7 separate regions of the Mus musculus genome follow, and all the other regions are linked to region 5. Evidence: chromatin contacts called from public Hi-C, HiChIP or PLAC-seq, Micro-C and promoter capture Hi-C data. All regions are on one chromosome and are shown on one strand. Each heading gives the region's core, a stretch centred on a gene start, on an enhancer-like site or on the middle of the called end of the contact. The rest is flanking DNA. Distances are from core to core; before and after follow the strand shown.

The links. Promoter capture Hi-C pulls out the DNA fragments that hold promoters and counts their contacts. Hi-C and Micro-C count contacts between places; a contact is called where the count stands out from the background. HiChIP or PLAC-seq counts read pairs in DNA pulled down with a chosen protein or histone mark.
Region 1: a contact with region 5 is called in a Micro-C map of embryonic stem cells, with 2.4 times the contacts expected there. The contact joins the enhancer-like site here to the promoter of Tril in region 5. A contact is called at or near these places in 2 of 39 promoter capture datasets (the C10 cell line and cranial neural crest), 3 of 484 Hi-C or Micro-C datasets (cerebellum and embryonic stem cells) and 9 of 115 datasets of contacts at active chromatin or transcription factors (embryonic midbrain, embryonic stem cells, extraembryonic endoderm stem cells and 1 more).
Region 2: a contact with region 5 is called in a promoter capture Hi-C map of liver, with 4 times the contacts expected there. The contact joins the promoter of 9530036M11Rik here to the promoter of Tril in region 5. A contact is called at or near these places in 10 of 39 promoter capture datasets (cranial neural crest, embryonic stem cells, hippocampal neurons and 4 more), 1 of 15 datasets of contacts at CTCF or cohesin (embryonic stem cells), 13 of 484 Hi-C or Micro-C datasets (the AML12 cell line, the C2C12 cell line, cumulus cells and 7 more), 12 of 115 datasets of contacts at active chromatin or transcription factors (bone marrow-derived macrophages, craniofacial prominence, embryonic forebrain and 5 more) and 3 of 9 other capture datasets (adipose tissue, embryonic stem cells and liver).
Region 3: a contact with region 5 is called in a promoter capture Hi-C map of liver, with 2.7 times the contacts expected there. The contact joins the enhancer-like site here to the promoter of Tril in region 5. A contact is called at or near these places in 7 of 39 promoter capture datasets (cranial neural crest, embryonic stem cells, hippocampal neurons and 4 more) and 1 of 9 other capture datasets (adipose tissue).
Region 4: a contact with region 5 is called in an H3K4me3 HiChIP or PLAC-seq map of embryonic limb bud, with 5 times the contacts expected there. The contact joins the enhancer-like site here to the promoter of Tril in region 5. A contact is called at or near these places in 20 of 39 promoter capture datasets (the C10 cell line, the HPC-7 cell line, HPC-7-derived erythroid cells and 12 more), 13 of 484 Hi-C or Micro-C datasets (CD8 T cells, bone marrow-derived macrophages, cerebellum and 3 more), 17 of 115 datasets of contacts at active chromatin or transcription factors (craniofacial prominence, embryonic basal ganglia, embryonic forebrain and 9 more) and 4 of 9 other capture datasets (adipose tissue, liver, macrophages and 1 more).
Region 6: a contact with region 5 is called in a Hi-C map of bone marrow-derived macrophages, with 23 read pairs. The contact joins the enhancer-like site here to the promoter of Tril in region 5. A contact is called at or near these places in 6 of 39 promoter capture datasets (the C10 cell line, embryonic stem cells, hematopoietic stem and progenitor cells and 2 more), 2 of 484 Hi-C or Micro-C datasets (bone marrow-derived macrophages and cerebellar granule neurons), 9 of 115 datasets of contacts at active chromatin or transcription factors (craniofacial prominence, embryonic basal ganglia, embryonic forebrain and 5 more) and 3 of 9 other capture datasets (adipose tissue, liver and macrophages).
Region 7: a contact with region 5 is called in a promoter capture Hi-C map of embryonic stem cells, with 2.8 times the contacts expected there. The contact joins the promoter of Prr15 here to the promoter of Tril in region 5. A contact is called at or near these places in 15 of 39 promoter capture datasets (the 3T3-L1 cell line, the HPC-7 cell line, cranial neural crest and 6 more), 4 of 484 Hi-C or Micro-C datasets (embryonic retina and embryonic stem cells), 9 of 115 datasets of contacts at active chromatin or transcription factors (craniofacial prominence, embryonic forebrain, embryonic hindbrain and 2 more) and 3 of 9 other capture datasets (adipose tissue, embryonic stem cells and liver).

What each region holds. Positions count from the first base shown.
Region 1 is chr6:54,094,841-54,097,540 of GRCm38.p6, reverse strand. All of the region lies in intron 1 of Chn2 (chimerin 2), which reads right to left. Among named protein-coding and RNA genes, the nearest start is that of 9530036M11Rik, 56 kb to the left of the region's middle. Within about 2 kb of position 1,255, at least 48 of the 459 cell types and tissues checked have an H3K27ac peak or open chromatin away from gene starts, as enhancers often do. A contact at or near this core is called in embryonic stem cells, extraembryonic endoderm stem cells and trophoblast stem cells, where this site is marked.
Region 2 is chr6:54,151,027-54,153,726 of GRCm38.p6, reverse strand. It overlaps 9530036M11Rik (a long non-coding RNA gene), which reads left to right and starts at 1,281. Exons shown (of 4, transcript XR_869109.3): 1 at 1,281-2,700. The region is part of intron 1 of Chn2 (chimerin 2); the gene reads right to left.
Region 3 is chr6:54,129,678-54,132,377 of GRCm38.p6, reverse strand. The region is part of intron 1 of Chn2 (chimerin 2); the gene reads right to left. Among named protein-coding and RNA genes, the nearest start is that of 9530036M11Rik, 21 kb to the left of the region's middle. Within about 2 kb of position 1,342, at least 17 of the 459 cell types and tissues checked have an H3K27ac peak or open chromatin away from gene starts, as enhancers often do. A contact at or near this core is called in liver, where this site is marked.
Region 4 is chr6:54,248,186-54,250,885 of GRCm38.p6, reverse strand. All of the region lies in intron 6 of Chn2 (chimerin 2), which reads right to left. Gm15527 (a long non-coding RNA gene) reads left to right here. Exons shown (of 3, transcript XR_003956307.1): 2 at 1,500-1,700; 3 at 2,642-2,700. Among named protein-coding and RNA genes, the nearest start is that of Gm15527, 5.5 kb to the left of the region's middle. Within about 2 kb of position 1,360, at least 30 of the 459 cell types and tissues checked have an H3K27ac peak or open chromatin away from gene starts, as enhancers often do. A contact at or near this core is called in bone marrow-derived macrophages and embryonic limb bud, where this site is marked.
Region 5 is chr6:53,819,317-53,822,080 of GRCm38.p6, reverse strand. Tril (TLR4 interactor with leucine-rich repeats) reads left to right here and starts at 1,256. Exons shown (of 1, transcript NM_025817.4): 1 at 1,256-2,764. The coding sequence starts at 1,846.
Region 6 is chr6:54,178,660-54,181,379 of GRCm38.p6, reverse strand. All of the region lies in intron 2 of Chn2 (chimerin 2), which reads right to left. Among named protein-coding and RNA genes, the nearest start is that of 9530036M11Rik, 28 kb to the right of the region's middle. Within about 2 kb of position 1,364, at least 28 of the 459 cell types and tissues checked have an H3K27ac peak or open chromatin away from gene starts, as enhancers often do. A contact at or near this core is called in bone marrow-derived macrophages and liver, where this site is marked.
Region 7 is chr6:54,325,564-54,328,263 of GRCm38.p6, reverse strand. It overlaps Prr15 (proline rich 15), which reads right to left and starts at 1,363. Exons shown (of 2, transcript NM_030024.3): 1 at 954-1,363. All of the region lies in intron 4 of 9130019P16Rik (RIKEN cDNA 9130019P16 gene), which reads left to right.

The DNA of each region.
Region 1 (2,700 bases), core at 6-2,505, 280 kb before region 5:
GAACTGTAGTTCTGTTTAAGACAAAAGACTTCACCAGGATGCAGAGCCGAGAGCAAGTCCCAAGTCCTGAGCAACTGGTGTTTCCAAAGGCAACAGTAATGCACCTGTGGACAGGCAGGCACACAGGAGGATGCGGATGAACCGGAGGAAGGAGGCTTGGGGCTCCGAGGGAGGCTGAGCTCCAGGTCTGGATGTTTGTAAGAAACAGAGCCTTGACGAGAGGAAATCGTGGCTTTTCAGAAGAGAAAGTGGAAAATCAAAACATCTTCCGATGAGAAACAGAGATACCCTGAAAAAGTCAAATCCTAGGCCTCTGGGTCATTTAGCACCTCCCACAGTCAGGAGCCTCAGTTTTCTTCCCCCATCCTGTAAAAGACGGAGGAGCAGGATGAGGCAGCAGACAAATCAAAGGAAATGTAAAGAGGCAGCCAGCGGGAGAGAGAGTTCCCGAAAGCTCTGGATGAAGGACACCCACTGTGACTGACAAAAGGATGGCTGTGGGGGTTGAGGCCGGGAGCCCTGCCATCGACAATGACAATGACAAGACAGGCCGAGTGAGCACCACCTGGACAGAAGGATTCCTGAAGTCTTCAGTGAAGGGTCCTGTCCTAACAAACACCTCCCTCTTCATGGGTCCCTCAGAACACCGAGGCTGTGGCAAATATTTGAGATACAGAATTAATGGAAGAAGGATTGGTTTGGGTCATGACTAAAGCCATTCATGTTTGCTTGGCCCCTGTTGTTGTGGGACTGTGGTAAGGTAGAAGTGTCAGGGTGGGGAGGGCAGGACAGGGCTGAGGGAGGGAGAGAGAGGGGGAGGGAGAGAGGGAAACAGTCAGAGACAGAGAGATAGAGAGACAAAGAGAGAACAGGAGGGGAGGAACGGGCATGATAGGCCTTTCTATTAGACACTCCAAATAATCTGCCTCTAATTAGACAGGTTACGTCATAATGGCTCATTCTGCATGATCTAATCAGTGGATTAACCCAAGAAGGTAATGCCACACCCTCACACATAAAGCCACTGGGGGTGGGGGTGGGGATGCTTCATAAAGAAAACCTTACCAGCCAGCAAAAAGCCAGGGTGAGTTAGAAAGAAAGCAGAACCCAACTGCACAGTGGTATGTTAAATGGAGACTATTTGCAGATAACACTCATTGTAAATTATATTTGTCAGAGTGAAACAATGTAACAGGGTGAACAAAGGATCTTTTGTTCTCCGATTACAGTGGTGGCTCTCAACCTGTGAGTCATGACCCCTTGGCAGGTCAGGACCCTTTCGCCTTTCACGGGGGTTGCCTAAGGCCTTCAGAAGAACACAGGTGTTTACACTGTGATTTATAACAGTAGCAAAATTACAGTTATAAAGTAGCCACGAAAATAATTGTATGGTTGGGGGGCTCACCACAACATAAGGAGCTGTATTAAAGGGTCGCAGCATAGGGAAGGTTGAGAACCACTGCACTGTTAGGAGAAGCCACCATGTATGTGACCAAGGAAAACAAAAATGATATCCAGAATTAACAGGCTGGAAAATAACTTGAAAAATCAAATGGCAAACTCTTAGATTTGCAAGGCAGTTGGAGGAACCCCAAGTCAGGAAGCTATCTTCCTCAGATATCAGCCCCTGACTTACTTAGTTGGCAGAGTAGCATTCATGGCTGCAAGGTAGGAGACTGATACTGCCACTGCTCCTGGTCCCCATTCTCCAGGCTCCTCCCACATCCAACCTGCTGCCTTTAGCTCACTGGAACAAAGAATATCCCAGAGCACAACTCTCTAATGTCCTTCTGCAGACGGACACTCGGGTTCACACACTATGAAAACACCGTCAAGGAGGGAACCAAAGCGAAGTTAATCACACCACATTCTATTCCACATTCTATTCCATAGTGCTCTACACTTCTGAACTGTATTTATTTGATTTTTTTACATAGATAATACATTTGTGTGACCCATGTCCAAATGGAACATACGTAGAAAAGTCTTCTCTTCCTGCCTCCTACAAATAGTTGTTTTTCATTAGTTTCAACCTATATTTCAGTTGTGTCTGTTTTTCACCCAGCTTTTCTGAGATGTAATTGACAATGTGTGCTTTCCAGGTGTACAGAAGGGTGACTTGAGTCACATATACACTTTGAAGTGACTGCACAGCGAATCAGCAAATAGCTGTCATACTCAACAAGAGTTACCGCTTGCATTGGGGCAGGTAGTGAGGCCACTTAGATCTACTGTCCCCAAATCCCAAGTGCATGACACAGGATCATTACGTAGAGTCGCCATGCTGTGTTAAATCTTCAGAATTCAGGGCACTCTAGAAGGCAGTTTATGCCTTAAATCAATGTCCAATATATGATATGTTTTTCTCCCATAGCCAGGATTCATGGATCCAGGAATCAAGGAGCAAAAGAGGAAATAGTTTCACACACTATCGCCCCTAGGAACCACTAGGAAAATTCTTGCTTCTTGTTCTCAAGACCTTAGGTTCTGCTGCCCTAGAAGTTTTGGTTCCAGAGGGGCAAGTGCTCCTGCCAGGAGCCACAACAAACATTACACTGAAGTGGAAGCTCAGACTTTCCCATGGCCTCTTTGGGCTTCTGATGCCCTTAAGCCAACAGGCAAAGAAAGCAGTAACAGTGTTAGGAGGGGTGATTGATCCAGATACCAAAGGAAAATTGACTGCTTCTCCACAATGGAGGT
Region 2 (2,700 bases), core at 32-2,531, 330 kb before region 5:
CTGACCTCACTAGCTGCACTGCATTGACCTCACTAGCTGCACTGCACTGCACTGACCTCACTAGCTGCACTGCACTGACCTCACTAGCTGCACTGCATTGTCCTCACTAGCTGCACTGCACTGACCTCACTAGGTGCACTGCACTGCACTGACCTCACTAGCTGCACTGCACTGACCTCACTAGCTGCACTGCATTGTCCTCACTAGCTGCACTGCACTGACCTCACTAGTTGCACTGCACTGACCTCACTAGCTGCACTGCATTGACCTCACTAGCTGCACTGCACTGACCTCACTAGCTGCACTGCACTGACCTCACTAGCTGCACTGCACTGACCTCACTAGCTGCACTGCACTGACCTCACTAGTTGTATTGCACTGCATTGACCTCACTAGCTGCACTGTATTGACCTCATTAGTTGCACTGCACTGACCTCACTAGCTGCACTGCATTGACCTCACATGTACACTGCTTGGCCCTATCATCTCTAGCTTCCAGCTATCTTCTCTCAGTGGGCTGCAAGGCAAGGAGAGACGCCTGTGTTTGTTGCAGTATTCTCATGGCAATGTGCGGCAATGTAGGCACCAGATGTGAGCTTCTATGATGCTATTCTCCAGGGGCTCTAGGCATCCCCAGGCTCCCAAACAGTTCTCTCCTGCTGCCTATTCCTCCCCACAGGCCTTTCACTGTTGAGCACACCTGGATGCCTCAAATTCCCTTGGCCCTCTAAACCTGCCTACACCCGTCATCAGATCCTTCATCAACTTCTCTTCAACACTGCATTTGAGTGTCTTCTGTGCCCTGTGGGACCCTGGCAGGTGTCTTCTGTCACCACTTGGATCACAGAAAACACTACAGCCACACCTGAACCTGCGTGACTGCACATCTACTTTTTCGGTAAATCTTTACTTACTTTCTATAAACTAGACGAACACACTACACAAAGGGAGGAGGATCATTGATATTCTGCATTTTTCACAGCTCTGGCTCTGTTCCACTCGGTACTGAAGGGAAAGCTGCAGGCCCACCAGCCAAAACAGCAAGTTGATTCCCAACTGTCACCATTAAATGAGGGTGGGTTAGACTGAGATGATGAATAAACATTTATCCTGAGTAATTGCCTATTGTAATAAGTGTTTATCCTGACTCCAAGTACATCAGCAGACCTTGGTCTGCACCTCTGCTCTTTATAGATGCAATCATAGAATCTTTGAGCCCACCCTCTACCATGCTGGGCTCTGAGCAGGGGCAAGGACTCGGTTTTACAGACCAATTTTCTTTTCTTCATGTATTCACCGAATTGCATTTTTGAAATTTCTAAGAATTTAAACTACATGGGTAGAAATATTAAATGATTTCTGGACTTTTCTTAAGCATTCACAAACACACACAGTGTCAAAGAACACAATTTGCCTCCTCAAGGTGAACTGCTAACTAAGACTGAGTTCTAAAACCCAGTTTCAGAAAGACTACCTTCAGGAACTAATTCTTATTAAGTGAAATAAGTATTACCCCTTCCAGGAGAGACTGTCCCAGAGACTGAGAAACTCCAGCTGTGGCAGTTTCTTGGAGTAATGGTTGGTTTCCAGTACCCCACACAGAAACCACCCAGTCTGACTTCAGTGCTGGCACAAACTCTTTCAGTTCAGTAACACTGGATTAAAGGGACCTGTTGAATATGTATGACCCTTGGACCATATTACATTAGCCAAGATTGAAGTACTTCACTACATGACACTGGACCACGAGGGCAAGCTCGTCTTGAAAAAAAGAGACTATCAAACATCTTGGTGTGCCTTTATGGTGTCAAAACAGGCAGAGCCAGAATTGTCCATTTTAATAGGAAATGGGTTAGAGCACATGATAAAACACGACACAGGCTCCTGTGGCAACCTCATAAGCTTCTGGTTTAGGGCATAAAGACATTTAGAATATGTTTACTTTTGAGGCGTTATTGTCTGGTCTGATCACAGCATTAAAAAATAAATAAAAACCTAACCTCATATGAAAATAGCCGCTGAAGGTGAGGCACATTCGCTGTGAACAGTGGGAAATTCCAAAAGAGAAACCACAGAAACTATCAGTGGGGCCTTTGAGAAAAAAAAAAATTCATTTTCTGAACAGCAACAGTCCCTGTCTTAAAATGTAACAAGAGGAAACCATATTATCTGCTTCAATCAACCCATTTTCTTTATTGCAGAGGCTTGCCGACCAACCAGTCTAATAGTACAATGCTTTATGGGTACCCAAACAATGATTGAATGCACTTATTCCTTGATAAGCTCCTGCAGATGAAGTGTGCACGCTGCATTAATTATTACCAATGTGGCAGGAAGCAAACGCAAGTCGAGAGTGGCTGGCTTTCAGAGAAATGAAGGTGGAGAAATTATGTCCTCTTTCCTCCCCACTTTCTATTGATCTTCTTAGAGCAATTTCAGAAAAGTTGCAAACCAATAATTTACACCCGATTAAAAAAAAAGAGCTCAAGGAAGATGGGTAATAAAAAAAATGAGAAAAATATCTCTAGCTGGACCATGTTCTATTATGAAGGGCACACTGCCCAAATGGCTGACCATTTTTCTTGCCTTATCTGAAGGCTTAATGCTGGTAAGGAAGATGAGGAGGAGTCACCCTCTTCCCTTCTGCTAGCTGTCAGGCCTTGCAATTTAGCAGGCACACCAGTCTTTCAGTTCAGCGAG
Region 3 (2,700 bases), core at 93-2,592, 310 kb before region 5:
CTCCTGTGTTTTTACATTATAGAGTGCCTTTGTCATTCATCAAACAAGTCATTTAATTAATACCCCTCCATGTGATGTCAGTACTTTCATTTTTAAGAGCTAGTAATTATTATCTACCCAGAAGACACTTTTCCTGGCCATGGGTCTTAAGCTTGAAGCACCCCCCCCCAAAAAAGACCAATAAAGCAATACTAAGTTTTAATGCCTACCTCTTAAGACACAGACCAGTCTAGGGACTAATGGTTTATTGGGTGACACCATGTTGACTAAGTTGACTAAATATTGGCTAAATCTATGAAGACTCACACAGTAGTGCCCTCACAAGTGCTGAAGGGACAGAAAGATGACTGCAGCACAATAACATTTGTAGTGTCTGTCTGACACTAATTCTCTATCTTGTCCACCTAGCGGTAAGCATTAATAGATATGAAATACAGAAAACCAATTTAAAAAATGGTTCAAGTAACTATGTGTTAAAAGGTCTTTGGATTGGGGAAAAAAAGAGAGGAAAGGAGAATGGGGAGGAAGAAGAAGAGAAGAGAAGAAAGCAAAGCGGGGGGGGGGGGGGGGGGGAGAAGAGGAAAGGGAGGAGAGACTGAGATACAAGGTCTCCGTGCTTTCTTATTCAGCAGACTAAACTTGGAGCCTGGCAATTCTTTCCCAACAGAGAATGTGGTTTCCACCATCAGCTTGATCCAATTTTATTTGGTGCCATGCAAACCAAATACTGAATTCTGCAGTGGCCTTGGTCACCTAACGTCTCAAACCCACCCAGCCATGGACTCACCTTTCTACCTCATCATGGTGGCAAGGTTAATAAACGTAATATTGTTCTCTCAAATCATGGGCTTTGTGAGCAATCGGGACAGGTGACAACGCTGTAAAAGTGAAGTTTACCGTTGCTACAGTAGGTTTAAGGAATCCAAGGTGCTAAATTACTCTGGGGTTGAGGGATAGAGCTGGTAGATAGCCAGGAGAGGGACATTCTTTATCCCTTACACCTGATAAGTGTTGCCTGCATAGAGAATCTCACAAATATTTGCTGGATATGAGTATTCCAAGGCTTTCAGAATCTTTTAATGTCTGCAAAATGATTTTTGAAGGAGCAAAAATCATTGACTGAAAGAAACTTTGTTTTGGTTTTTGTTTTTGTTTTTTTTTTTATCTTTTACTATGTCTTTCAATTTGTTTCAGGTTAATTTTTACCTGAAAGACATTAAGGGCAAAACCCATGTCTCATAGATATTTGTTTGCTTATTTTGTTCTAGAGGTAGAAGCCAAGGCCTTTCATGTGCTAACCATGTGACACAGCAGTGAGCTATGCTCCAGCCCTCTCAGGACTTTCAGAGTCAGAAGCTGGGCAGTAACTGCACTCCGCTATGACTTAACTGGCTTGAAGCTAACTTCTCTCAGTTCTGAGCTCCACCTGTTAGGGTCGGGAGAGTTCTCTCTCCTCCTACGCTCTTCCACAGTGACTCCTGGTCCTGCAATCCAGTCTCAGGCTCTTCTGGGTCTCTGGGATGAGTGTGGTGCTAGAACAGAGCTTCTGGGTAGGGAGAAGGGCTTCCAGAGAAGCCAAAGCCCGGAAGTCACCAGACCCTTCTGCCTGTGGTAGGTCAGCATGGCTGGCTGCTGGCTACAAGCTATCTTCTTTAGCTGCTGTAGTGCAGAGGTTTTCTTGGTGGTTCTGTGCTGCCAAGCAGCTCCTGACAGAATCCAGGGTGACTTAGCGAGTCATCCCTGCAATCTCCCGTCATCTGGGCTCCTCTGGAAACAGTCATTTCCTCTATCCTAGTGCACTTATCTACCTAGTCTCTCCCAGGATCCGCACTCTGGGAGCAGCTTGTTTCTTGGGATTTCTACAGTAAGCCATGTCTCAGTTCTCCATGTCCCCCAACTGCAGAGAACACTTACTTAAACCCTCCAAGGAATCCAGCTCATCCCCTTTTAGTTAAGGTAAAAAGCAGACATGTTCCATGCTTCCCTTTCTAGGGAGGGTGAGATTTGGAGCATAGCATGCATGGGTCTCCAAAATCCTATGGATGATGTTGAGCCACAGACCAGGCTGTGTGCATGCCTGTGTGTCTGCAACCCTGCTTTATCGTCTCATCCATCGCGTTAAAATCCACAGGGAAAGCTTTGGGTATGCACTCCAAATTAAAGCTAAAGTAGTTCCATTTTATTTTACGTGTGTGTGTGTGTGTGTGTGTGTGTGTGTGTGTGTGTGTGTGTGTGTGTGTGTTATACAAGTACTCTGCTACTGAGTTACAATCCTCAGCTCAAAACAGTTCTACTTAATGAGGTGTGGAGAAGAACACTGGGCCATATTGAAAAATGGGAAACACTAACTTCCAAGTTAGGGAGTCAAGTGTGTTCTCGTCACCCCATCACACTTTACACTGTCCATGTTGCTATGTGGCAAGCTGACCCTACACCCAGCTAGACCTCCCTCTGTGTGGCTTAAAGGGTTCCCTCAGTCATCTTCGGATTCTAAGCTCTCCTGTCTCATATCATCTCCTGGAGATGCTGAAGGATCAAAATTAGTCATATGCAAATGAGACTGGCTCTGTTCCCTCTCCAATTTAGCTCTTCTATTCTCTTCCTGAATTTGAACCAAACCATGGACTTCACACAGTAGAGTTAGGGAACTATTCTGAGGCACCGACTCCACAGCATTTTAGGAATTGCTTTTGTATTCTG
Region 4 (2,700 bases), core at 111-2,610, 430 kb before region 5:
TGAGAATCATTGCTCTAGAGGCTCTAGGCACAAACTTTTCTTGATTACCTGCTGTCCTTGGCTTCTGTTTGCATCCCTCTGGGGCTTCCAGAACTCTTTTTCTCCAGGCTATCTTCTCTTCTGGGCTTGTTACTTGTGTTGCTCTTAGGAAGATCTTTATAGTGGTATTTGATGGCCCTTAGATAAAGCAAGACAATCTCCTCCTCTCAAAATCTTTAATGTGGGGACTGGAGAGATGGCTCATCTGTTAAGAGCATGTGTTGTTCTTTAAAGGACCAAGTTTGGTTCCCAGCACCCACGTCAGGTGGCTCACGACTCCTGTAACAATCTCAGGGGAATGTGATCTACCTGCCCCTCTGGGTATCTGCATTCCTATGCACAGACACACAGGCATGATTTAAGATGAATTAAAATGAATTAAGAATTGAATCCTTAATGTGATTACATTTTCAAGGCCCCTTTTCTAATGGGAAGCACACTTCTAGGTCTTAGGATTAGTTTCTGACATCCTGGGAGACCACTGTTTTTAATGCCACAGTGTTCTAAGAACTCTCATCACACCCACTTCCTCCTGAGCAGGCCTCTCTCCTGGCTCAAGTTTCATGTTGCTGTGGACAGCCTTATTAACTCATGCTCACAGGCAAACAAATGTGTGTCCGACAGATGACAGGAACCCTCCTATTTGCCTTCAAAATATTCCTTAAGTAGAAGGGAAATATTCACACGCTGGAGTTCTTAACCCATTGCCACATGCCCCCAGGAAGTGCCCAGACGAGATACTCAGGAACCCAAAATGGGGCTTTGAGGAATCACATTTTAATAAATATATTACCTTCCCCAGGAGAATAAATAAAATATGTTCATGGTGATGGTTTTTCTCTACATTTCTGAGATACTGGAAACCTGGAACTTTGCTGGGTAAGCATGCATGGTTAGTCAGCATGTTAGAAATAAGGGCAGAGGTACTGTATCCCCAAATGATGATTCCTGCCTCTCTACAAGGGAGGGTCTTCTAGACTGGGAACCTGCTAAGCTTGGCCACATGACATGCACTGGACAATGAGATGGGAATGGAAATGTTCTCAGCCGCTCCAGAGCTGAGACTTCACAGCTCTTGGATGATTTTGCTAGGAATTCAATGACGATTGAATACTCGGGGCTTAACGAGAGGGAATCGTCAGGGAAAATCTGAGCTGGCAAGGCACACAGAAAGAAATGAATATTTATATTGCTGACTTAAAGGACTTTAACTTTTGTTTCACACATCTGCATGCTTTGCCTGCACGTCTGTCTGTGTACCATATACATGCTCGGTGTCCACAGCGGCAGAAAAGTGGGTTTGGATTTCCTGACACTGAAGTTACAGATGGTTATGAATCACCATGTGTGTGCTGGAAACAGAGCTCAGACCTCTGTCAGAGCAGCAAGAGTCCTTAATTGCCAAGCCATCTCTCCGTTTCCTGTATTACTGTCTTAAAGTGACCTATAAATTCTTTCAGGTGAACTTGGGTACAATATACCCTCATGCCTTCTGGGTCCAGAGACCAGATCTGAAGCAGAAACCCACTGGGTACACACTGGAAGCTGGCTGTGTGTAAAAGCTCCCAGAGAGACTCCAGTGAGGGATCATGCAGTTGCTGAAACATTATTGTTATAAATGATACAGCATGGAGCTAAATAAATGAGCTTTTGAAACACTGGTAAGTGGGAGCAGCTAGGACAGACAGCCAAGCCACCTTCGTGATAAACATCCTGAGCCCAGAGTGTACAGATCAGGTTGCAGTTGGCCCTGCACAGCCTATAATCCTATTTGGATGGCTCATCTCCACCCTCCCTCCCACGCATACCAATATAACTTCATAGGTGGTTGTAACCTGAGCCGAGATCTCTTTTGAGTCATGAGGATTTGCCTGGATGGGGAGTTATATGCCTGCTTTAGCTTCGGAAGGCTTGCTTTCCTTTATTGGCTTGAGACAAAATTCATAGGACATAAAGTTAGCAGCTGTAAACTGTGCAACTCTCCGAGGTCCATGCATGTTGTATCGTCTATTTAAATATCATTCTATTTTCAGGAGCGAGCAGTATTCCACACATGTGTATATCCACACTTGCTTATCCACTCATCTGTGGGTGGATATTTAAGTTGCTTCCTCCTCTGGGCTATTGTGAACATGAACACTGTGAACATCTGTGTGGGGTGATGGCCTCAGCACCTGTTTTTAATTCTTCAGGGTATGTACCTACTCACAGAGTTGCTAGGCCATGGGGTAATTTGTTTGATTTCTAAGGAGCTGCTAGGCTGCTGTTCACAGAGACCATCCCACTCCAGTTCCCACCAGCAGTGTAGGAGGACTCCAATGACCACAGCTTCCCTAAAACTTACTGCTATTTTTAAAGTATTATAACTTTTCTAGTTTCATTTCTGTCTCTGTGACTAATTCCTGATCAAAAGAATCTTAGGGAAGAAAGGACGTACTTAGCTTACAATACCAGGTTATAGTCCATTGTTTTGGGGACACCAAGGCAGAAATTTTGAGGAATCACATCCCCAGTCCAGGGTAGAGAGAATAAACACAGGGGCCCTGTTTGCTTGCTTTCCTCTAACGTTCTCTTGTCTTAATTATTTTGTCCCTCTGCTTAGGGAATGGCACCACCCACTGTTCTGGGTCTTCCTGAATCAATCGACAATCAAAACAACCC
Region 5 (2,764 bases), core at 7-2,506:
AGACTTACCTGTTTTAGTCCAAAACCCATCTCCCACCAAATTGGGGTCGCTGTTGTACCCATGAAGTCTTCACTTACCACCCTGCCAGGTTCAGCACATGGCTCCATCACTCCCCTTGATAAACTGCTCAACAAGAAAATGACATAACAGAGTGACTAAACTATTTGAATCTTTGCAGATTTCTCCTCTTCCTTGCTCAGTTTCCTAATGTGATCTGTCAGTGTGCCTCTCTTCCCATACAGACAGTCAGCCCCCTGAAGCCAGGATATGGGCTCTAATTTTCCACACTGCTAGCACACAGTAAATCCTGAAGGGCTACTTTCAAAATGTTGCTTTGCATGAACAAATAATAAGCAACAGCTATCTCTTGCTTGTTTTCATTCTTATCAGACACTGGCCCTAAGGGAACCCCGGATAAAATGGTGCACTATTGTGTATTAATAATAAAAGTTAATATCCGACACCTGGCACCCCCCAAGAAATCTAAGCCTGAGCACCTTGGAGCCTGAAAACGTTCAAGATTGCTATAAGCTCTGGCACAAAGTAGGCGGGCCCCTCAAGAAGCAATCTCCAAAGGCTCTGTGCAGCGTATTGTATACAGGCCCGGGTTCCGAGGCTATTTGAAGGGCTTTAACACTGCAGGAGAATTAATCTAGCTGAATAGCCAAGTCTGTCCGTGTCACAGTCACTGTAACAGTTCCACTTCTGAGCTTTCTTCAGAGGTTTTCCCAGAGCGAGAACCGGCAGATAATTCGGTTTAGGAACCTAAAAGAGGCGGTGCCTCTCCTTGGACATGAGCAAAGGACACCAGAAACCCAAACACTTTAAAAGGACTGAGCAACAGTCCTGTCAACAGTCCACTGATGGCCTTGCCAGGAAATCTTGTGTTCCCCTAAACTTGGAGCACGATGCCAGGGAATTCCGTGTTGTCTCAACATCTTGCAGGGTGGCACCGGGAAGAGAAGAGTAGGTAAAATGTAGGCGCCCTGCCTCTGCGCCGAAGCCGCCGGCGAACCGGCCTAAAATAAAAAGGTCTCTGTCTGCAATCCCCGTTTGCTCGCCCGGTAATCCACCCCCGCCCCCAGCCTGCGCGCCGACCCGTACAGCTGTTTTTAATCCCTACTTTTCTCACTTGGCGTCCGGGCTAGGGCTGACCAGACGCGGAGCCACTTAGTGTTTCCTCCTCCCCCAGCCGGGGTCTGTCCTGCCTCCGCCGTCTCCTCTTTCTCCGCCTGCATCCCCCGGGGGGCAGAGTGTGGGAAGAACGAATTTCCGCCGGTTTGCTCGCTCCACGCCGACATGGGTCCCTTCCGGACGCTGCTTGCGCGTCCCCCAGGCTGCTCACTCCGGCTGCACTCCCAATCCCCCCGGATCGCGAGCGGGCAGGCGCCGGAGACGTGGGCCTAGCGGCCGGTACTCTGCAGCCAAGCCGCACCCCAGCAGCTCTTGGAAGGGATCCCGCCTGCAGCGGGGGAATCCGTTTGGCGGGGAGAATCCGCGCCAGGGAATCCAGCTCTCCGGACTCCAGAGCAAACAAAAAGCACCAACTCTTGCTCGCTCCTCCCGCCCCCGACGCTCACCCGAAGAAACAGTTTTCTGCAGAAATGCAACAAGTAGCACCCCAGATTCGCCGAGCGCCCAGCGCCTTCTGATTTGGCTCCGCGAACTTGGCCTGCGGAGACCCGGGCGAGCCACCGGGACAAAGAGGAAGGGCTGGACGGAGCACCAGCGAAGTACGAAAGAGGCCTTTTTAGCGACTCAGGCCCGGCCGAGGGGAATGCAGAGGAGACACAGAGCCGGCCGGCCCAGAAGACGATCCGGCCGCAGCGCGCTGGGCGGGCGGCGATGGAGGGTGTGGGTGCCGTGCGCTTCTGGCTCGTGGTGTGCGGCTGCCTGGCGTTCCCGCCGCGGGCCGAGTCCGTGTGCCCGGAGCGCTGCGACTGCCAGCACCCCCAACATCTCCTATGCACCAACAGGGGACTTCGCGCTGTACCCAAGACCAGCTCGCTGCCTAGTCCCCAGGACGTGCTCACCTACAGCCTAGGCGGCAACTTCATCACCAACATCACCGCCTTCGACTTCCACCGTCTGGGGCAGCTCAGACGGCTGGATCTGCAGTACAACCAGATCCGTTCTCTCCACCCCAAGACCTTCGAGAAGCTCTCACGACTAGAGGAGCTGTACCTGGGGAACAACCTCTTGCAGGCGCTCGTTCCTGGCACGTTGGCTCCGCTGCGCAAGTTGCGCATCCTTTACGCCAACGGCAACGAGATTGGACGCCTGAGTCGCGGGTCCTTCGAGGGCCTGGAGAGTTTGGTCAAGCTACGGCTGGACGGGAACGTGCTGGGAGCGCTGCCGGACGCGGTCTTCGCTCCCCTGGGCAACCTGCTCTACCTACACCTGGAATCTAACCGGATCCGTTTTTTGGGCAAGAACGCCTTCAGCCAGCTGGGTAAGCTTCGATTCCTCAATCTCTCGGCCAACGAGCTGCAACCCTCTCTGCGCCACGCGGCCACCTTTGTCCCTCTGCGCTCCCTCTCTACTCTCATCCTCTCAGCCAACAGCCTACAGCACCTCGGCCCCCGCGTCTTCCAGCACCTGCCACGCCTAGGCCTGCTCTCCCTCAGTGGAAACCAGCTCACGCACCTCGCCCCAGAGGCCTTTTGGGGACTGGAGGCCCTACGTGAGCTGCGCCTGGAAGGTAACCGGCTGAACCAGCTCCCCCTGACACTGCTGGAGCCTCTGCACAGCTTGGAGGCACTAG
Region 6 (2,720 bases), core at 115-2,614, 360 kb before region 5:
ATGATTGATATGGGAGGACCCAGCCCACTGGTACTACCCTTGGGCAGGTGGTCTTGGGGTGTAAAAGAAAGCAGGTCAGGGAGCCATGGAGAGCAAGCTAGTAAGCAGCATTCCTCTATGGCCTCTGCTTTAGTTCTGCCTCTAGATTCCTGCCTTGAGTTCCCAACCCCAACTTCCTCAGTGATAGAGTATGACTCTAAGCTAAAGAAATCCTTTCCTCCTCAAGTTGCTTCTGGTCATGGTGTTTATCACAGCAACAGAAAGCAAACAAGGGCACTGGCATTGCTTGGAGCTTGCTGTAAATCAGACATTCTAGCATGTTCTCATTGACTCTTCCCTCAAGGGTTTACTCACTTGTGCTAACAAAGTTAGAGCTCATTTTGAAGACACTGAAAGTCACACCAACAATAGGACCAAATCAAGTTTCAAATCTGGATGTCCAGGCCCAAAGTCAATGGCTTTCTAGCACAGTTGCTAGAAAAGTCCCACGTGGGTCTGATCCCATTAGAATTTACTGGAAGCTGTCACAAAATATAGATTCCTAGTCTCTATCCTGGGCACAATCCACTCCATGAATCTGGAAGGAGTCTTCAAAATCTGTTTTCCTAGACATTTCCAGAAGATCCTTGAGCGCATCCAGGGCAGAGGTACTGTCTTGACCTCACCAAAGGGGAGACCAGGCAGGGGACACTGGGAAGCAGGGAGAAGGGAAGACAGTGGTTTATTCACACACAGCAGAGATTGTGAGAGTGTGTAAGATGAGGGAATGAGGCAAAGCGGATTCTGGATGAGAAGGAGCTGAGATGCTGTTGATGGAACAGAAGGATGCAGGCATGGTGCACTTCTGGACAGTGTGCTTGATGTCAGCAGCCCAGATCCCGTAAACTCACCCTCTGGGGCAGTTGTCACTTGGGCATAGAGAAATGCAGGCTCACCAGCCACACACTGGGAACAGAAGCTTAAGGGATGGTTTGGAAGAGGAAGTGGGAAAGGCTTCTGAAGCACAATAAGCCAGGCAGCCACTTCCACTCCTGGAAGTGACATGACAGACATCATTAGCTAGTGGCCTTTTCTCAGCCAAAAGGTCTTCAGACTCCTGAGGCTTGCTCTATGCTCTCTGAGCAGCAGAGTTTGCCAAAATGGAAGGGAAGCCAGTGGACCACTTGGGTCATGTGTCTATCTCTCCGGATGCTGACATGAGAGCCAATCAAAAGCCAGGAAGCTTCCTACCTTAGCTTTCAGTAGGGTCCTGTACACCATTTAAAGGGTTAGCTAATCAAACACCCACGGGAATAATTCTCCAAGGCGCATTTGAGGTATAAAATATGTCACAACGTCTGAAAGTCTCACTTCCTGATTTAACTCAACAAACATACTTCACAAGCAAAATGCACGAATGAATGCCACTCTTAAGGTGGTTCCACAAGCAGAGGAGTGACACGGTAGCATCTGCTTCTACAGCAATGTCCCATGCATACTGGAGGCCCTCCCTAGCCAGGGGCCTTTTCCAGCACAGGAGAGAGTTCTCCCACTGGGTCAACCTGTTTGGCAGTGGTGGAGGTCCCTGAGGTTTGTGGAGGTAGAGAAGGGACACCTTGCTCCCCTTGGAGTCTAAGGATTGAGAAAGCTAATATTTTATTCTTGCATAACAAAAGTTGACTCACCTTGTCAACATAGGGATAAGTCAACATGTTCCTGTGGGCAATATGGGAAAGGTCATGCAAGCAGAGTGCTGAAGCCACTCAAAAACAGGACTTAGGACTGAGATGGGTGGATCCTAGCCCTCTAGATTGGGCTCTGCAGTCCACTCCCTTCTAAAAGTACTGCCTCTGGCCAGTACATAATGAATAAGCAGTATCAGCCTGGCTACTGCCATGTCCCCCAGCTATGAGCAGCAGGTTACTGGTACTATAGATGACTTCCTGGTTCCAACCTCACCTCTAGCTACCATGTGAAGGCTTTGCCTTGCTAATAAAATATTATCTTAAAATTCACTGCTTGGCCAATGGCACCATGGTAACCCAAAGACAAGGTGTGTGGGGCCCCAAAGCAGGGAGCCAGGTATCTGTGTACATAAGCAGGATCTATGGGGTTTGACAAATTGCACACAGGCTACTTTTATGACTCACAGATTGGGATAGGATCAAAGAATAACTACTATCCTATTCCCGTCAGGTGATTTGACTTTGGCAGTTCTACAGATCAAGGGTGTGAGGTCCCAAGCTCCTGTTTAGAATAATCAGCACAAGCTCTGAGTACCTGACCTCCCACTGGAGGAGGGCTCCTGGGAGAGCTGTCATTCCAGCATCAACTGCATGGTTGCTTTTGGTCTCTTACTAAAGAAAATCAGACTAGTCCCATAACGGTTGGCTTTTGAACCTGTCAGCTCCAGGCTCACATTTCACACACTTCTGACTTAATATTCAAATGTGGCTTCCTTGTTGTTTTTAAGTGAATTCAAAAGTGGCAATTCTTTTAGGCCATTAACTCCAACACTTCCTCAGTGACTTTGCCTGTGGTTTTGCGGGGGTGGGGGTGGGATGGGGTGGGGTGGGGTGGGGTGGGGGTGGGGGTTGGTTTTAGTAGTTGAGCTCCAGATGTATGGTGTTTAGGGATAAGAGCCTCCCAAGGACATAGCTAAGGAAGTGATAGTGTTTGTTTCTAAGAGGATAACAAGAGCTTCTAATCCCACAGGGAAATGGAGAGAGAGCAGAAATTTG
Region 7 (2,700 bases), core at 114-2,613, 510 kb before region 5:
GATTTTCAGAGGCTGTCTAGACTTAACTTCCCTTGGAAACCGCCATCCCACTCTTCCTTTAACTCCCTAGAGCCAATCTCCACACTGTTGGAAGGCCGCGGGTCCCAACCCTTCTTTCATAGTTCTCTATCTCTTGAGGATTTTACTTATTGTAAACAAAGTCTTCTGGTACTTTTCTTTGCTGGTTGCCTTTCCATCCTCCAAAGGAGAGCGCCCAACCAGGAACTCCAGAAAACCATTGAATAACGGAGCCCAGACGCTCCTGATAGTGCAAGCCAGACTCTTGGCACACTTCCTGTGAGCGTGCTACTGGACACGGCCACCACGAGTGGGCAGGGCTCGCGCGCGCCGCCCATTTCTAGGTTTCAGCTCCGCCGCTTCGCAGCCCACGCACCGCGGCGCTCCTGGGATTCGCCAGTGCGCAGGAGGGAAACTTGTGCGGCCGTTTGTTGTTGCAGGTTCTCCCGGAACTGCCTGGTAGAGGAAGTCTCTGCGCCTACGGGGAGGCGCCATCTCCTCCCTGGGGATGTCCTGAGGACTCACTCGGACTGGGGCTTGAAAACCGTAAAAGCAGAACCAGCTCAAAGTTCTTTCCCTAAGAAAGGCGCCCACACCCTTAGGCACCGTCAACGTTGGGGTCTACAAACGTCTTACTCCCTATTCTGCAGATCGGAAAAACACCGCACCCCAAGGCATTTATTAATGGTGGTGGGCAGCCACCCAACACTTTCTTTTCCACAGTGACCAACTTGGTGTGTACGGAAAGGCTTTGTGAGAATTGCGCAAGGAAAAGATGGCAAATAATGCAAAAGTAGGCAGATCACTGTTCTGGGGGGGGCCTCTCCTCTGGCAGCAGGAGGAGGGGCACTGCAAAGCGCTAGACAGCATTCTCCAGGGACTTCGTAGCGCCAGGGCCTGCCTTGTGAGACGCAGAGGGACTCTGGTTCACTCACCTGTAGGGGCTTTCAGGGCCACTGCGGCGCCGCGCTGCGCCGCGCGGGCTGTCTAGAACACGGAGGGGGCGTCTCCGGGTGCCTGAAGCTTAGTCGCGGTGTCCCTTATCGCTGACTAGGAGAGATGCAGGAATCGTTGTTGCTGATCTCGCCCAACACCCCTGACACTCGCACACTGTCGGAACAACCTGGGGTTGGCAGCACGGTCCGCTCAGGTGGCAGGGACTGTCAGATCCTCCGCCCCAGGGTGAGTCTGGTCAGCCTTTCCCGGTGGGAGTCTCACATTCTAGGGCGCGTCCTTTCTTCCCGTTCACTCTGCTCTCTGGCCTCAGCTAGACAGGACCTGGGCTACTGACTCCGGCGCACTACCCTTCCTGAGCGTCCGTAGGAACGCGCTGAGACATCTGCCCACTTGCTGGTGGTTGGCCAAAGGCCTGAAGACACCAGAACTGAGGAGGAGGGGAGGGTCAGGGTGGGACAGGAGGCGGCCGCCAGGCTACAGGTGCAGGTAGGCGTCCCCGCCCTTCTGGGGACCAGATTGGACGAGGTTGCAAACGTGGTTCCAGCCCTGCGGACTCTGATTGGAGAAAAAGCTGTGCTGCGCCGCCTCCCTGCTCGCGTTCCGTTCTTGCGCTGAGGTTTGAGTCCCAAGGCTTTCAAATTTTCTAACTCGGAGAGCTGATTCAAACTCTGTCATTGTTTGGGAGTTTCAAGCGCCCTTACCTAAAAGACTAAGAGTTGAGAACCATGTCGTTGCTGTCATCGGGCGCTATCCTAGTACTATAACTCACTTGGGTCAACTCACTTGGGTTAACTCACTTGCTCATCAGACCGCCCCAGGCCTGGGCACTATGGCTCCTAACAGACCTGCAAAGGAACCATGGCTTTGCGGAGGTTAAACAGTTGTCCAGGATTGCATGCTGAAGGGCAATCTCGAAGTAACGGGGTTGGAAGTTTGATTCCAGCTTATCAGCTTGTTAGTCTTGGGTTCTTACCATAACTAAGTGCCTATGCTACAAAGCATCTTTCGCGTTTGGGCGACCGCGCATCGACACCCATCCAAGCATATTACTCCAGCCCAGAGCCACTGAGAGGGTGAACCAATGGGCCCCAGCACCGTGCAAGGTGCTTTAGCTCGGTGGTTATTTGTCAAAAACGGTATTAGAGGAGACATTTCTCTAACTAAGGCGAAGTTACGACTTGAAAGAGATTTTGGGGGTCTCTAGGCTTGCAGACATGCAAGTAGGACCCTTTCTTTGCCTCTAAGGTAGGCAGTCCAGGCAATTTGTCTGCTTTGAGCACTTTCTGCGGGACAAGCCTGGTGAGAGACAGATCACCAACCAACTCTGATCTCTTGCAATAAGGATTTGATAAGCAGGCAGGAATTTTATAGAGACTTTCAATACAGTAGGGAAGAGGAAAATACAAGGACTTGGTTGGTGTCTTAGTTTGGATTCAATTAAAAAATGAAAGATGAACATACACTGTGTATTTGGAAATGATTTGTTTCTAACCAGAGATTAGAGAACTCCCCTCCCCCTTCCTCCCTCTGCCCCTTTCTCTCTCCTCCCCCTTTCCCCTCCTTCTCTGCCCCCCTTCCTCCTTCCTTCCTTTCTTTATTGGTGGAATTTCACTATGTAACTAAGACTGGATTCAAACTCTGGCATACCACCAAAACTGACTCTTGAGGTTAGTTTTAAAGTGGGGACACTGAACCATAACACTGGTACTTGATAAAGACTAGTTG